Regions from separate parts of the Mus musculus genome. Here region 1 is linked to region 2. A link is a contact called in public HiChIP or PLAC-seq data. All regions are on one chromosome and are shown on one strand. Each heading gives the region's core, a stretch centred on a gene start, on an enhancer-like site or on the middle of the called end of the contact. The rest is flanking DNA. Distances are from core to core; before and after follow the strand shown.

What was found. HiChIP or PLAC-seq counts read pairs in DNA pulled down with a chosen protein or histone mark.
Region 1: an H3K27ac HiChIP or PLAC-seq map of trophoblast stem cells shows a contact between it and region 2, with 9 read pairs. The contact joins two enhancer-like sites. A contact is called at or near these places in 2 of 484 Hi-C or Micro-C datasets (embryonic fibroblasts and regulatory T cells), 6 of 115 datasets of contacts at active chromatin or transcription factors (embryonic stem cells, intestinal villus epithelium, memory CD8 T cells and 2 more) and 1 of 9 other capture datasets (embryonic stem cells).

What each region holds. Positions count from the first base shown.
Region 1 is chr16:95,830,029-95,835,560 of GRCm38.p6, reverse strand. It overlaps a transcript of 1600002D24Rik not described here. Among named protein-coding and RNA genes, the nearest start is that of Gm32130, 30 kb to the right of the region's middle. Within about 2 kb of position 3,885, at least 142 of the 459 cell types and tissues checked have an H3K27ac peak or open chromatin away from gene starts, as enhancers often do. A contact at or near this core is called in pancreatic cancer cells and trophoblast stem cells, where this site is marked.
Region 2 is chr16:95,683,527-95,689,522 of GRCm38.p6, reverse strand. It overlaps Gm31901 (a long non-coding RNA gene), which reads right to left. Exons shown (of 5, transcript XR_385092.3): 5 at 5,965-5,996. Among named protein-coding and RNA genes, the nearest start is that of Gm31901, 9.5 kb to the right of the region's middle. Within about 2 kb of position 3,617, at least 28 of the 459 cell types and tissues checked have an H3K27ac peak or open chromatin away from gene starts, as enhancers often do. A contact at or near this core is called in pancreatic cancer cells and trophoblast stem cells, where this site is marked.

The DNA of each region.
Region 1 (5,532 bases), core at 2,636-5,135, 150 kb before region 2:
CCATGTTGCTGGGAATTGAACTCAGGACCTCTGGAAGAGCAGTCAGTGCTCTTAACTGCTGAGCCATCTCTCCAGCTCCTAGACTGATTGTTAAAAAGAGAATTCATGGAGAACTCCTTGCAAACTGGGAAAAAGACCCAACAGTGGGTGCATTAAGTCAAGGCGGTATGATATCAGAAGCACTGCATGATTTGAAGTTTGGTCCCTTCATGTTTGAGGGTCTCTCTTCCTGTGGCCCAGGACAGCCTGTCCTGTCTTCTCTTGTGCTCATGGTACCTTCAGATTTCTGGATTTCAGAGTCACCTCCCAGCATTTACATACTGTGATTTCACAACTCTTTAAGAATGCTTGGTCTGCCTGCTGGTATTGGTTGGTTGCTTGCTTGCTTAAGAACAAAGCAAGCCAGACAGCCTAAACATGAAATACAACCCCGGCAGTGAATTACATGGGCTTTGAGAAAAGCATTAAACAAGAATGGTTATGTCTAATGCTGGACCCACTGGCTTTGCCAGGGCCAGGTAAGCAGAATCAGATGTCTAAACCTGATATACACCTGCAGAAACGCTGCTGGCTTTTCACGTGCCAAGCACTTTCGTTCAAGCTGTTTGAAAGCATTCAATAACTTTCTCTTACAAACCAGCCGTGCTCGTAATCTGACTCTTTGTTTTCCCAAACAAAATTACCCGTGTTTCAGAAAAGCTTCCTTCAGTGTCTTGGCCCGTGCAGAGGGGTTTTTCATTTGGATTTGCTTTGCTTCTGTGGTGTTTCTATGCCGCCCCTTGGGAGGGCTCTGGCAATTACATTAATGTTGTGTTACGTGTTTGGGGCCCATCTTGAGTTTCTCCCTTGCAGTGGATGATGTGTTAGCTGGAGGAGGTTCAGCTAGGCTTGGGGGTTGAGGGGATGGAGTGACTCAGTCTGTAAAAGGCTTGCTGGGCAGAGTCCTCGCACTCATATAAAAAGCCAAGCACAGACTCTCAAATTTGTAATCCCAGCACCTGGGAAATGAGAATAGGAGGACCCCCACCCCAGGGTTTTCTGATCAACCAGTGTATCTTTGATTGATGATCTGCAGATCAGTGAAAGACCTTGTCTGTGACTGGGGGAGACAGCCAGTGTTGGCTGTGGTGTATATATACTCATGAGCAAGTACATGTTATACACACACACACACACACACACACACACACACACACACACACAGAGGAGGAAAAGGAGGGAAGGAGGAATGGAGGGAGGGAGGGAGGAAAGGGAAGAAGAGAACTTTCATCAATCAAGAGAGACTCTAATTTCAGAGTAGTCTTTGGTTCTGGTGGCTTGCCTGACTCACAGCAAGAGGCTGGCTGGTCCCTTTGTAAGTACCTACCCGCTAACCCCCATCCCCACCTCCCACCCTTCCATCTCATTGCTTCCTATCTCTTGGCTGATGAACTGTGAACCCCCACCTAGCTCTCCCCATCGGAACAATTGAAGTCTTAGTCTAGTATGACTGACAAAGTACAGTAGAATAAAGAAGCCTCCATGGTCTCCCTTTTTCCACACAGTGGCTGTCCTGATGGGTAGCTCTGTGTCCGACCTGTGGCTGGTCTTGACCTCTCATAGTGAACAGAGACCACACCAGCACCTTGTCTCTGAGGTGCGCCTCTGCTGCACTGCTGTCTGCTCGCTTGCTCATTTGTGTATCTGCCTCACAGACTATTGCTAAACTGAACCCAAGTCCTTTAATTCTCTCTTAATGAATACCATTTAGGAGTGTCTTGTGGCTGCTGCTCCTCTCTGTGTTTGTCCAAACACAAGGCCCCAGAGCTGTATGTCAGAAACCCATTCACATGAGGCACTGGGAATACTTAGAGTGGGCCGACAGCCCAGGGAGCCAAGCGTTTCTGCTGCAATAACACTAATGGCTTTAGGAAGCGGCACTTCCGCGCCTCGAGCAGTCCCTCCTGGGCTGTCTTGCGCAGCTTCCCCTTTCCTTTGTGGGTTTCAACGCTCTTCCCTTTTGTTTTTCTTGGTCTCTCTGCTCCGTTCTTACCCCCTTCCACAGTTCTTAAGAAAATTCCCAATGGTATAATCTAGCTACTTCTTTACACCGAGCTGTATCCTCAGGATCTTAATTTCGGCCCGAGCGTTTGTATGAAGGCGTTTGACTTCATTCTTGGTCACTTCCTAAAAATATAGGCCAGTGATGTCAACTAAAATATTTTTGGAAACTCATCCAATGTGTCTGCCTGTCCGCATGGGGCCTGAGAGACACAAACATTAATCAACTACTATTTGTTCATCATGTGCTCTTGGGCGAGGGTTGATGGCCAGGCCCACGCCCATTATGGCCAAGGTGCTCAATCTCCTGAGAGAGGCAGAACTCAGGCTACAGTGTCAGGGGCGAGCATGTCAGATGGACTGTCTCCAACAGAGAACTGGAACAAGCCCACCAGAAGTTTTGATTAGGACTTCAGGAAACTTTTATTTTTGAGAAAGAGAGCAGCCTTTAGCTAGACCTAAACATGTCAGAAACATAGCAATGAGGGTATGGGAAGTGAGGGTAGGGGTATGTGTGGGGAGTGTGTGGGGTGGGAGTGGCAAATCCCCAGGATAAAGCTGGCAGAATAGCAGAATAAGCAGCATCTTGGAGACATTGGTGTAGGTAGCCATCAAAAGGTGGTATGGATTTGGGGAGTAAAAGGAATGGATGAATCTCTAGTTTCCTCCTGATTGTTCTATGTTTATGCATGTGGATGCATGTACATGCATGTGGATGTGTGTTTGTGTGAGTACACATTTGTGCAAGTGGACATGGAGAGAGGCCAACATTAGGCATCAAACACCTCCCCCCCTTTTTTGAGACAGGGGCTCCCACAGGCCTTCCGGCTTGCTACATCGGCTTCCTGTCCCACAACCCCCTGTGTCTTTCTCCATCATCCCAGTGCTGAGAAAACAAATGCATAGGCGTCCACTCCTGGCTTTCTAAAACATGGCTTCCAGGAATTAAACTCAGGTCCTCATTGGCACAGCAAGCACTATGCTGACTCAGACATCTCCCCGCTTCGATGCTATCCGTCTCTGTAGGGCGTCTAAGAAGCTCGGAAGGTCCTGTTCACACAACAGCAGAGAGGCCCGGCACACTGAAAATTCATGGCTTCAGCTAATCAAAGAACTGAGGTCATAAGACAAAACACTACCCCACTCCTGAAGTTAGAGAGTCAGCTAGGAAGACAAAGAGAACTCCAAGTTATGGGAGCAGAAACCCAAGACCAGCAGTCTCCATGGTAACGATTGCTGGGTTTCTTTGACCCAGTACAGTATGCTTGGCTTTCAACAAAAAGTACAAGGTGAGCTAAGAGACACAGAAGGAAGGCTGGGGAGGTGGATGGAGCTTTGTAATTGATTTAGATGCAGCTCCGTTGAACAGAGTAAAAGGAGTCGGGGGTGGATGGGGGGGGCAGCCTGTGCACGTTAGCTTACAGGAGTCAGCACTGGCTGTGAGAGCAAGCCTGCGCAGGCTGTGGGAGTGATGGAGATGGAGTGCAGCTGTGTGGCAATGCACCTCGGGGAAGCCTCTCTCCTTGCTTCAAATAGGATCCCCTCCTTCTCTGTCCTCACACAAGTCCTGAAGCTGGCCAAAGTGTGGCTCATACAAATGTCTAGATTAATGAGGATGCCAACAGGGATGTAACTCAGGGTACTGGGCCTGCCTTGGGCTGAAGTCCGTCTTCTGAGTTGGAGTGGGCAGGGAGAAGTGGTGTTCGCCTCAAAAGCAGTGACGTGTTGCTTTATGGAACAAGATCAGCGCTGATCATTGTTTGTGCTTCCTTCCTTCATCCTGTCATTCAGCACTGACCTCTGGTCATGATGACTCATCAGCCCTCCGAGCAGCTGTGAGGAGAGTTACCTCCAACACAGACAATGGAGGGAAGCTGGTATGTGGGCTGAGATGGGAGAACAGACAGGATCATGGGGGAGTGGAGGAGGGGCTGAAGGTCCTGCAAGAATCAGCAAGGACAGGCTTGCAGGAAACCCATTCTCTTCTTTTGGAGGGGAAGTTGCTTTTTTAGACCTGACCCCACTGTGCCAACGTCACCTGTGACCACAGGGATAGCAGGTACATGCCAATGAGACAGCAGACCCCGGCGCAGTGAGGGATACCACCAGGCATGGTGACAATATTGACTGTCAACATGGCAGGGTCTAGAATCACCCTGAAGACAAGCCTCTCTGGGTATCTGGAGTTTCTAGATTACGTTCATTAGTGTGAGAAGACCCAGCTGAATGTGAACGGATAGGCTGGTTCCCGGACCGAAGAAAACAAAGACCAGACTCCTCTCTCTGCCTCTGGATTGCAGGTGCAGTGTGACCAGCTGCCTCACACCTCTGGTGTCATGGCTTCCAAATATGATGGACTGTACCTTCTGTTTACAAGACCTAATAAAGTCTTCTTTCCAAAGGCCTTGTTTGTCAGATACTTTGCTGTAGTAAAGTAACCAGTGCAGGCATGGGTGTCACAGGCTGGCTCTGACGTAATCTCCCACGCCACCAAGAATTAAATGGTGCTAAGTCCCTGGAGTTTGTCACATGAAAACTTCTTGTGTGTCTAGTATTCCACTCAGCCATTGGGGCTGATTGAGAGTTTGGCCCCTAGCAAGTCATCACAAGGGCGTAAGCTCCGCAGCGACTACAATTAGTTGAGTTAGGGTCTCCAGGAGAAGTGGGTCAGAATCACAGAATCACAGCAAAGCTGCCACAGAGGACGCACAGCTGCCAGCAGAGAGATGTAGCAGTGAGTTTGGTGAGTTTAGCTAAACTGCTTGGTGATAGGCACAGGTCTTGCTCCCAGCCACCAGCCAGAGCCCTCTGGATTTGCGAATGAAACACACACACACACACACACACACACACACATACACACACACACACACACACACATAGTTAATTTTAAGTGCTTTGACTAGCTCAAAGGCTGGGCAGGTCTAATCCTACCCGCTGCTAGCAAACACCCCCTCCCCCAGTACTTCTTAGTTAACATCTTTTAAAATCTATATTTCATCTCTGCTACCCCAAACATATTTGGGGAAGTGGCCATGTGGCAAGCTTCCCGATTGTCACAGGTAGCAGGTGATTCTCTTTCTTTCCTTTCTCCCAGTTCCTAGCCCGTGCAAATCTAAAGGTCCTGCCTCAGTTTACCTGCCCAGTCATTGGCAGTTGCTTCTTTATTGATGGATTGAAAAACAATTGTGGGGAAAAAACTTCAGCATTTGGGCATGCAGATTCCTGATTTTGGGGACCTAGCTGGATTAATTCAAAGCATTAGAACCAATCCCCAACAGAGGCTGGAGGTTGGCGGCAGCTGCCTTTTTGGAGGTATATATGTATCTAAATTTCTCAAATTCTGGAAAAGTGAGTTTGATTTTGGGGTGAGATGAATCTGCCACCTAATAGATGTGTGAACTTCAGAAAAATCATATATATTTTCCAAGTTCAGTTTTTCCCTTTGTGATGAGGTCAGAGGCAGGTCATTTCAGAGGTGCCTCGGTCTGA
Region 2 (5,996 bases), core at 2,368-4,867:
TGCATCAGCTCCCGCTTCCTGCTCTGTGTTAGTTTGTGTCCTGACTTCCTTAAGTGATGAACAGCAATGTGGAAGTGTAAGCTGAATAAACCCTTTCCTCCCCAACTTGCTTCTTGGTCATGATGTTTTGTGCAGGAATACAAATCCTGACTAAGACGATATTAAAGTCACATAAGCAAGGTCTAACAGCACGGAAAGGCTCCATCCATTTGTATCCACCAATCAAGACTGGGTCTGAAGCATGGATGGAGGAGCTAAGTTACTCAGCCCCCTGTGATCCTCAGTCATCCTCCCTGAGCCATTTCACGTCCGTATCCTGGAGCTCTTCCACAGAGCCTTCCTCCTCTTCTCCTTCTTTGATGTGCTCTCTTAGTGAGCCTGACTTAATCTGTTCAGCCCTACTGAGGGCCAAAGGGAAATGTGGTCTTGCTCCCTCTCCCCTGCTGTGCCTGCTGGCTCCCCAGATCAGACGAGCACTTTGGATGTACCTGTAGCCATCACCTCCCCATACATCATACCTGGCTATTGGAGGAGATCCTGGCTGGGCAAACCACCTCTGCCCCTAGTATAACCTTCTGCAGCGGGAAATGTACCCTCTTCAGTGTGTGGGGATAATTACCCAGCCTTACCAAGCTTGGTTATCTTCACCTGTTCACTGGTTAACCCTAACCAGTTTAGGGTTTAAAGTTTAGGGTTTAGGGTTAAGGGTTAGGGGTTAAGGGTTAGAGTTAGGGTTAGGGTTCATGGGTGTCTTCTGTGAACAGCTACTCAGGCCTTAAGCTGTCAGAAGCCCTTTAGCACACAGTCTCTCTCTCTCTCTCTCTCTCTCTCTCTCTCTCTCTCTCTCTCTCTCTCTCTCTCTCTGTGTGTGTGTGTGTGTGTGTGTGTGTGTGTGTGTGTTTCCTTAGGAACTCCAGTGAGACACAAATCCTGCCACCATTGTCTTAAGAATTACAGCCCTCTTCCTCCACTTTGCCTTTCCTTTTCCCGTTGTCTTTCTCGACCTTTACAGATGCTCTTTGCAGCCTTGTCTAAGTCACTGAGATCTGTCAAAGCCGTGCCTGCGTTTTGAAGACCTTGCCCCACCAACAGGCTCAGCAAAGCCACTGAAGCTCCACAGCAGGCTTGAGGTCCCTGGTAGGTCGGTCTCTAAACTCCTCTGTGAACAGAGTTCCATCTGGACCAGGGAACTGGGGTTCAAACACAACCCCTCATCCCCAGTTCCCTAGTGAAGATAACCTAATGGCTCTCATAAGCTAATCCAGCAGGGATGGGAGGTTACAGTACCCAGTGTTCCTGCGCCCCCAGCGGTCAGACTGCTCCCATGCCCCACAGCCTCACAGGCCAGGGTGGGACACTGTCCACTAATTCCAGCAGTTAAAATGCTGAGTATTTTCAGATCACACCAATTTCTTGCACCAAACCATGGTTAATGCCCCATCTGCACGTTGGGTTTTAGATTTTCTCTCTCTTTCTGCTAAAGGTTGGACTTGAATCCTCTATTGAGTTCATCATCTTTTCCTCTTCCCCTCTCTCCGAATCTTTCCATTAGTTCCCAGTTCTTAGGTCCCAGGAAGGGATTTTGAGTTCCGGTCCCCAAACTGTAAGAAGCGGAAAGCTAACATCTTCATCTCTCCCTCTCGTTTATCTAACTTACCTGCCAGATCCTAGTACAGAGGATGCTGCCCATTTCCTTTTCTCGTTACAATTGCTTCTTCACACGGACAGGTTCCTGCTCAGCCACCATTTTGGCCTCATGTGCATTTCTAGCTGCACACAATAGTGGACAGGCAACATCTGCCCCTATGGCTGACAATCTCACCCTTATGCTGAAATCTCAAAGACGGCCAAGTTTCCTCTAAACCCTTTTAACTGTTTTCAGGGCATCTCCATGCTCCTGTGGTAGACCCCAGTCATCAAGCAGGCATGACGTCCCATTTCACATACATGAAGATCGCCATCCTGAGATTTCCCTCACAGACACTCCTGATGATGACTCGGCCGTAGTTATTCATCTCACTACCCAGGACAGGAGCCATGCAACCACAGCCACACACACCATACAGCTCTTTGTGAATTTCCTCCTGGGAAGCTCCATGCTTAGGCTTCTCAGCCTCAGTTGCATGCCTTGCTACCCCCCAGCCAGGACCACTCATTCATTGCTCCCCAAATTCATTTTCATGTGCCGATTGTGCTGTGTAAAAAATTTTTCCCGGGGAGACTCAAGACACATGTCTACCTACTCTAGATAGGGCTTCCATGACAGACCAAAGTATAAATATCCCCGAAGAGATATAACGGAGAAGGGGCTTCTGCCCACAGAGTAACCCCAGCATGCAGCATTTGAGGTGAAACGCTCCCCATTGTCTCGAGTTCCTCAAGGTCAGAGAACTTTGCTTTCTGGGGGGGGGGAGGGGTGGTGTGGGGTGTGTCTTATGGAGGCGATTGGGGGCGGGGCAAGGTGTGAAGAGTAGGGTGCTGAATCAGGAACTGTCTGAGCAGCTTTGTGTACTTCCTGTTTGCTCACTAAGATGTGAGCTGCTCCAGAGTAGCGCTCTGGTCACCCTGGAGCCTCCTGCCTCTGAGTCTCCTCCGCCATGATGAACTGTAGCCTCTCATGAGTTGACATAACCTCTTTCTCTACGTTGCTTTTCATTATGTAATTGGTCATAGCTACCGGAAATGTAACTAAGACCGGCCATCTGCTGGCTCTCCAGGCTCCAGGACTCACTCTAAATTTCTTTTCTCACCGCCTAACCATCTACCATCCCTTAGTCCTCTGGGCTTTATTTCCATCACAAACTGCAGGCTGGCTGGACCCTCCTCTCACCGCCGTCGCCTGCTGTCCTCTGGTCATCACCATCACTGGGATGGACCACTCAGCAGCCAGGCCATGCTCCGATTCCCCTCACCTGGCAGCCAACCTTATTGGTAAATCCCACGAGGTCACCATTTCTTCTGAGTCCTAAGCAAAGGATAGGATCACATTCTCTTGGTAGCCACAAGTCCCCATCCCTAGTCCCACCTCCCAGGCTGATATGCAGCTCACCAGCCCATCCCCCAACCCCAGTGCCCAGCCCATTTTTGTGCCCACTGTCCTGGAACAGCCAATGTTGTTGCTCCCGGGCCTTTGTTCTTAGGGTGCCTTGGAATTCCCCGTCCCCGAGGCTGTAAGTCTGCCTATTTCATAATTCAAACCCAATGGCACAGAATGCTTTCTGACCCTGCTGCTATGGGCCCTCAGCCTCCTGTCCCTAGCTCAGCTGCTAACGCCCAGCCCAGCCTTTGTCACTTTGAAAGTCACCTTGTTAGTATTCTGCTAATCTTATTATCTTTTTCCCATATATAAACAAAAGCTCAGGGAGGGAAGATCCTTGATGTGTTCCTTATGGTGTCCCAGTACTTGCCACAAGTGCCTGGGATCCCTAGGTGTTTCTGAACACTCCTGCATCTAGTCAATGATTAAAGGATGAATGGGGAGAGCCAGGTTTGTCTGTAGCACTGTCCCACTAACTCCAGCTCTTTATGACTCTCTTCTTCTCCAACTAACCACTCAGGGTCACCTTTAACCCTGATCAGAGTCATTCACCAATGACTAACGTAAAGCCAGAGAGTATGTTATGAGGACTCTCCCTCTAGGTGACAGCTGCTGGGGGCCATTAGCTCCTTCTGTGACCTTGCCTGTGAAGATAAACGACTATGTGCCACATGTCTGGCCACAGATTCTATGGGTCTGGCTTCTCAGCCTTCTCAGCGTCACTGAGAGGCCTCCAGGCTACCCTGACACAAACTGTTTTTATTAGTTCCAAGGACCTGAGGAAGCCGTGCATCCTCCTGCAATGGCTGACTAAGGAGTGTACACACTCCTTCCTAGAGTCATGTTGTAGACCCTAGTGGCCTCTGTCTCATAGGCTGTCATAGCTGAGGATGCCTCTCGGGAGAACTTCATGCCACAAATCAACACAGAGCCGCTGGGCAGAAGAAGGGTGTTTCCGAGGCGCCTCAGTTACAGACTGAGTCTTCCTCTCACTGAAAATACAGCAAAGGAGGTGGGGGGAGTGAGGCATGGGACAGGAATAGGGAGTGTGGGGGGATGGAGGGTAGGTCTGTAATCCTGATACTCTGAGGCAGAAAGAGATCATATGAGTTCCGGGCCACTGTGAGCTACAGAGTGAGACTGAAAACAACAAAAATACAATCAAAACAAATGATCCAATGCTCACAGAAAAACCACACTTACAAATAAAGTGTCTGTCAAAGTGCCCAGGAGCCCCGGGGCTCCAGTGAGATAGAAATTCAGTGTTCTGTCCATGAGTCTTCCGGACAGTGGCCCAAGGTAACTCCATGATTGTTCGATGTCGTCTTTTCCTGCTTAGCTCCCACACGCCTGAGTAAGGAGAGAAGCCGAGGCACATGTCTCTGAAGGGCAGTGATTCAAAAAGTAGGTGGCAATTACTTGGGATTCCGTTGCGCGACTTCATGTAGCTGCAAGGGAGACTGAGAAACGTATTCTCGCTGGGTGAGTCTGTTTCTTGGAGAATATCTGCAGACATGACTCAGTGGGCAAGAGCACTGGCTGCTCCTGCAGAAGCCCTGGGGTCACGTCTTAGCACCCACACAGCAGCTCACATCATTCATGACTCCAGCTCCAGGTGGTCTCACACCCTCTTCTGGACTCCTTGGGCACCGTATGCACGTGGTGCACACACGTAAATGCAGGGAGACCACTCATACACATAAAACACAATAAACAAATCTACACGTTTTTTAAACGTGAACACTCCGGATACCGATGACAGACCAAAGAACAGTTCCGCCCGTGGCTTGCTTCGTGAGCCAATGCGGTAGTGATTTAGGCTCCTTTCAGGGCAAGGTTAGTGGGTGATGGGTGTGGGCTGACTTGGGAGCAGCTGCATCTCTGAGAGTCCAACACAGGTGGAGGCTGCATCCGGAGCCCCCCCCTGCGACGTGCATACAGCGGGGTGGACAGACACCTTCCAGTTGTTCCTTATGAGATTTTGTGAATCTTGCAACTTTTCAGGAACTCTGCTTCTGTTTTGTGTTTTTGAGGCACTATCTCACTGTGTAGCCCAGGCTGGCCTCCAACTTTTAGTCCTTCTGCTTATGTGTCCCACATGCTGGCCTTGTGTGCGTGCGTGTGATGTGCGAGCATGCATCTGTGTGTGTGTGTGTGTATGTCTCTCTGTGTGTAAGGATGAGTAAAAGGCAAGTTTGGAGGAAGAAATAAAAGATGAGACTTTCAATGACCCAAACAGCTAGAGCAAACTTTATTTAATGCAAGAGGTGGAGTGTCAAGTCCTGGCCACACTGAGATCAGGACACAGAACGCAGAAGCATGGCGACCAGTGTTCAGGAAAGCCACGCATTAGTGCTTCAGACTGAGGTCTTCGTAGCTAAGGGTAAGGAATCAGAATGCGGAAGTTACAGGCTGTTTTCCCCAGACAGGCACAGGTCAAGCATGGGGTGTCTGGGTGCGGGGGCAGCCGCTTTGCTTCTAGGATCCTTGAAGAGATGGTTTCCCGGGACTGTGAGCTCAGTTTGGGGCCTGTGAGCAGCATATGGGGGAGTGTTCCTTTAAAGTGTGCTTTAGTGCGCATGTGCTTCCTCTAGAATGCTCTACCTTGCTCCTTCTGAGACAGTGGCTTGCAGAGTGCCCTGTTTTTTCAGGTAAAGTGGGGGCTTCCTCCTATCTTTACCCACCAGCACTGGCATTACGGGCACACATGGCTTCCCCATGGTTGCTGGGAATCCAAACTCAGGCCCGTGTGTTTGTGTAGCAAGCACAGTTATGGAGCCATTTTGTTTCCATGGCTACATTCTCAACTGGGTTTTAAAAATCCACAGGAGCTCTGGTGTGTGTGTGTGTGATTCTGTCTACCCAAAACAAAAAACAAACAAACAAACAAAACAAAACAAAAAAACCACAAGAAATCAAAACAGACAAGTGCTTAGAACATTTATTTTAAAGTAGGAAG